Linked DNA regions of Callithrix jacchus: region 1 is linked to region 2. A link is a contact called in public Hi-C data. All regions are on one chromosome and are shown on one strand. The core of a region is the stretch at or near the end of the contact, and the rest is flanking DNA. Distances in the headings are between cores, read along the strand shown.

Evidence for each region. Hi-C and Micro-C count contacts between places; a contact is called where the count stands out from the background.
Region 1: a contact with region 2 is called in a Hi-C map of skeletal muscle, with 16 times the contacts expected there. The contact joins the promoter of GREB1 here to the enhancer-like site in region 2. A contact is called at or near these places in 3 of 3 Hi-C or Micro-C datasets (induced pluripotent stem cells and skeletal muscle).

The regions. Positions count from the first base shown.
Region 1 is chr14:103,567,366-103,570,065 of calJac240_pri, forward strand. GREB1 (growth regulating estrogen receptor binding 1) reads right to left here and starts at 1,296. Exons shown (of 33, transcript XM_078348497.1): 1 at 1,042-1,296.
Region 2 is chr14:103,464,024-103,466,723 of calJac240_pri, forward strand. It overlaps GREB1 (growth regulating estrogen receptor binding 1), which reads right to left. Exons shown (of 33, transcript XM_078348497.1): 8 at 560-673; 9 at 1-85. Among named protein-coding and RNA genes, the nearest start is that of NTSR2, 81 kb to the left of the region's middle. Within about 2 kb of position 1,263, at least 3 of the 16 cell types and tissues checked have an H3K27ac peak or open chromatin away from gene starts, as enhancers often do.

The DNA.
Region 1 (2,700 bases), core at 46-2,545, 100 kb after region 2:
TCTCCGGAGCCGCGGCCGGCGCGGAAGACTCGACCCCTGACACCGGCCGCCCCCTGTGATCCACTTCTCCGGGTCTTCGGGGCGGCCGAGCCCACCGCCCGGCCCTCCTCCGCGGCCGCCCCTGGACCTCCGCCGGGGAAGGGTCGGGGAGGGCGCGGGCCCCGCACCCCCAGAGGCGCCCGGCGGGGGGCGCAGGTGACAGGGACTGAGGGGAGCCCCCGCGCACTCCCGCCCGGGTTCGCGCCCCGGACCTGGAACCCCAGGTTTACCCTGACCCTCCCGCCCTCGTTCCCAACAAAGACGCGCTCCCGGCTCCGGCGCCCCAGGGAAGGTCGCCGAGCCCGGCCGCCCTGCCCGCTTGTCCTGCCCTGGCGGCTGCCAGGTCCCATCCCGCGCCCACCTGCGTGGGTTCAGAAAGATGGAAGGAACCTCGTGGGTTCAGAAAGATGGAAGGAGCCCTGAGCGCCAGCCCCGGGCTCCGTGCGCCGTCTGCGCTCGACGGTGCGGCGTCCTCCCTCTTCCGGAGGCCGCCCTCCCTGCAGCGGCCCCGTCCCACCCCTGGGGCCATACTGGACGCCCCCTCCGGGGACAGGGCACTTAGCGGGGAAGAAGATCTGGACAGAGGTTGGGGGACCCCTCGGAGGACCGAGGTCATTTTGTCGCTGTGGAACGCAGGCGCCCAGACGGGACGCGGCGTGGCTGTGAGGCTGCGGGAGTGGAGCCCAGGCCTCCCCAAAACTGCACCACAAGGGCCCCCGGATCTGCATGCTCGGCCACAGGGACTGAGCCCGACCGAGCGCAGTCACCGCGGCGCCCACGGTCCTCTTCCCCATCGCCGCCGAGCGCTCAAGACGCGGGAGATGGGGGCACCCGGTCCCCAGCAGCCGAGGTCGGCGAGCGGCCCACGAGAGGACCGGCTCGAGATCAACAGAGGAAGAGAAAGATTCTGGAACTATGGGCCCCTGTGGTTGGAACCCGGCCAGCTTTCCCTGGTGACAGACAGGTCGGGAAAAAAATGAGAGAAGGAAGAAATAAACGAACCTCAAATGAGTCCCTGCAAACCTCACTGGCGGCGGCTGCTGAGGTGGCCCCAAGGGACGAGCACGGGGCAGAAGTAAAACTGGAGGAAGCTGAGACAAGAAAGCTTGAGATCCTTCTTTTCTTTTCTTTCTTTTTCTTTCTATTTTTTTTTTTTTCCTTTCTCTTTCTTTCTTTCCTCTCTGTCTCTTTCCTTTTGTGTGTGTGTGTGCGAAACACAGGTCCCTGTGTTTTCAGGAGGCAGTCAGAAGCAGAACTGGACTCAGGAAACTGGCCCTGGGCCCCCTGCCACTCACCGCGAGGACCCCTAGTGAGGCCTTGGGCCTAATAACCACTGTCTTTGAAAACAGCCTGAAAACTCACAGTTCACAAATCTGGACTGAGTGATTAAACAATAAAAGCAGGGAGTGAGGTTTAGGCCCCAGCACCTGCCAGCACACTGCAGGTTCTCAGTGAAAGTGAAGCCTGGGTGAATCCCTGCAGCTCGCCATACTCTGATTGGCAGCACCTTCATTTTCCTTTCCTCATTATGAAATAGCTCAAACACCCACATTTGACTTTTCTCATTGTGAAATTTTCAAATACACGCTAAACTAAGAAAGTAACGTAAAGAGCCCATGTGCTCAAGAACCAGCCAATCCTAACATCGTGCCACACTTGCTTCAACTGTTTATGTAAGACATGAATATTACAAACAGTGGAAGCCTTCCTCGGGTCACCCCTAGTACTCTTCCAAAGCATCCCATTCCTGTGTTTACACTGTTACTGCATTATTCATGTGTTCATAAATCATATAGAGAATTTTTATCTGCTTTACAATTTCCTGTGTGTCACCATCCTATTTCATTCTGAAACCTGGTCAGTTTGTCTTGTTTTGCTCAAGATTATGAGATCCACCTGATCATATATATAGCTCTAGTTTATTCATTTTAACTATTACATTGTATTCCATTGTATGAATAGGGCACAAGTCATACATACATTCTTCTGTTGATAGACATTTGAGTTGAGATTATAAGCCAGACTGCAGTGAACATTCTGGAACTGCATTTATCTTTCTAGGGTATAGCTCATCTCATTTCAGCCACTCTAGTAAAAACCTGTGCAGAATAAGATGTTGAATTAACTAACATTAGCCCAAATGTCCACTCTATGGTTTGGGTTAGTTACTATAACTGCTAAACCAATAATCACTGTGAAAAATGTCCTTACATTTTTTTCTCTCTTCGTTTTGACAGCTTATGTCTTACCAGGCAGATAAAATCCCATAGAACAGAGGTCAGCAAATTTTTCTTAAATGGCAAGAGGTCGGTATTTTAGTCAATTTAAAATGTAAGTTCATTGTTTTCTTTCTTTCTTCTTTTTTTTTTTTTTTTGCTTTTTTTTTGTTTTTAGAGATGAGGGTCTCACTTTGTCACTAGGCTGGTCTGGAACTCCTGGCCTCAAGTAATTATCCTGCCTCAGCCTCCCAAAGTGCTGGGGTTACAGATAAGAGCCACTGCTCCCCACCTAAAGGTAACCTTTTAAGAATGTAAAAAGTATACTTATTGGCTCATGGACTATAAAACAAAAATAAAAAGCAAAAAATAGTCAACTGAGTGGAGTTGGCCCCTGGGCTACAGCTCGTTTTCCCACTCCTGCTATAGAAGAATTCATTCCAAA
Region 2 (2,700 bases), core at 13-2,512:
GGTTCTCCAGAGGTCACCACTGGAAAGGTGACTGAAGCTGGTCCCACCAAGCCAACCTGGGGCATGCAGGACATGCCTGCGCTCTCTAGGAACACCCAAGAATGTTAGTAAAGACATCAGACAAGGCACCCGCCTCTCACACACCTGACATCAGGCCGGCCAGCAAACCTGCTACCCCCCAACCAATGTCCTTGATTACTGGAGCACCAGACTCTTAGAGTCACAGATTCCTAAGGTCAAGGGCACCTCAAGTTCATTCAGTCCATCCTTCCCCCAGTGGTTCAGTCTCTTCTGCAATATCTCTGCCAAGTGATAAACAGCCTCTTTTAAAATTTCTCAACACCCAGAGAACTCACTACCATACAGGGATGCTACACTGTATAAAGCAATTCTAACATGAGAGAGAGATCTTTTGTTACACCACACGCTGCCTCCTTAGAACTCCCTCGCCAGAATACACACTCACACACGTGCACATGCACACATGCAAACACTACTGGCAGCGGCACTACCACCAGCACCCAAGTCTGGAATTCTGGGCGAGGCTGCCATCACTTACCATACTTAGCTCTGTTCCCACCACCTTGGGGGTAGCCACCATCTGGAGCTGATGGAGATTCTGGAGACCACCCTTTGTGGCGTTTTTTGGGGGGCCCGGAGTTTGACAAGATACCTAGACAATATTCAGAGTGTGGATTAGGCTATCACCAGGAAAGAGCTCCAATAAATCTTTCCGTTGGTTTGGAGAACAATGATCTGTTTTATTTTGTTTTTTCTAATCACAGTTTCACATGGGTTTTAAGGACCTAGCAAAATATCTAGGCATAAGGAAATGTTTTTTGTAAATGTTTCACTTCGAAGTTGTGTGTGTGTCTCAACTTTCTCTGAGTCTGAGCGCCTTCGTCTTTAAAATGGGACACTAAACCCTACTCTGAAAGGTGCTTCGATCAGAATTAAAGAGAAAGTATGTAGAGCACTTTGTGCAATGAACTTCAGGGAGCTTGGACCCCATATGGTAGTCAGAATTCCCCACATCATCATCTTCACGACCATGATTGCTTTTACCGACATATTCCAATTCACTTCTGAAGGGCTGGAAGAGAGAAAAACGTTTCCGCACAGGCGACGGCAGCATTCGATCCACCACCACAGCTCCACCGCTTGGGGGCAGTACTGATCTGCCTGTGCTCCCCTCCCTGCCCCAGCCTGGAAAGCTAATTTCAGACTCAAAAAAACCAAGTACAGAGGCTGGCACCCACTGCAATGAGTCATCCCCACCTACTCTAGATAACAGCATGCTCATGACTCAAGCTATCTTGGTGAATGGTCTTAAACACCAAGAATTGGTTTCCATAGTTTCTTGACTAACCAGATACAAAATTTCCCCTACATGTAGAGATTCATGTCTCAACCTCCGCTGCACATTTAACTAACCCGGGAAACTTTTAAAACTCTGGATGCAGCCCCGCCCCAGGTAAACCAGAAGCCCATTATGGGATCAGGACCCATCCCAATGCCTCAGAGCTTCCCCATGATTCTAATGCATGGCCTGGGTGGAGAAGCACCAATCAGAGCAACGATTCTGCAGGTGTGACCCGAGAAGCTGCACAGAACCCACACCAGCCTATTAAACCTTTTCGGTCCTGGGCCCCGCCTTGACCTCCAGAATCACATCTCTGGAAACGACACTAAGAAAATACCATCCTTTATAAGCCAGCTTGGTGATTCCTTTCTTTATGAGATGGAGTCTCATTCTCGTTGCCCAGGCTGGAGTGCAATGGCGCAATCTCAGCTCACTGCAACCTCTGCCTCCCAAATTCAAGCGATTCTGCCTCAGCATCCCGACTAGCTGGGACTAATGGCATACATCACCCTGCCCAGCTAATTTTGTATTTTTAGTAGAGATGGGATTTCACCACGTTAGTCAGGCTGGTCTCGAACTCCTGACCTCAGGTGATGCGCCTGCCTCAGCCTCCCAAAGTGCTAGGATTATAGGTGTGAGTCGCCACACCCCGCCAGCCTGATAATTCTTAAGCACGCTGCAGGGTGAGAATCATTGCTTTACAGTCTCTTAAGAGTAACCCAAAAAATATTTTCACCTCATCAGACTGACTCAAAGTAAATAAAAAGTTAAAAGCAGAAAGTACTTTGTTTACAAAGAGCTTTCAAACCTGTGGGCTCCTTTCACCCTCCCTACAACCACTGGGGCAGCTGCTGTTTTCCTCACCCTGTCTGCAGAGATGAGGCCTTCCACTCTGCAAACATCTGTCTCAGTTGCAATGGGAGGCCCCCCACAGAGGCTAAGCAGCCAGCTCCTCTAAAAGCTCTGCTGATCGTCTAGAGGGGACACGGCTTGGAGCCAGGTCTCGGTAAGGATGGAAGAGATGCAGGTCTTTTCTCACTTTGGGAAGCTAATTCTATAAACAGCTCTAAGTAGACCCTAAGCCCATGAGCTCTTCCCAGATGTCACCAGGAGCTGCTCCCATGGTACCAGTGTGGATCAACTATTTCTGAAAATGTCTCTTGGGGAGGTACTATGTGGCATTTCTGGAAGACAATTCATTATGTAGCCTGCCCACTCTGTCCCAGCACCAAATGCCAGTAAGACCCTGTGTCTGGGACAATAACTCCATCCTTTACCAGAGCATTTCCCACCCCGCCCCCAGGGGGCAGCACTTCTCCATTGCGAACCAGTGACTG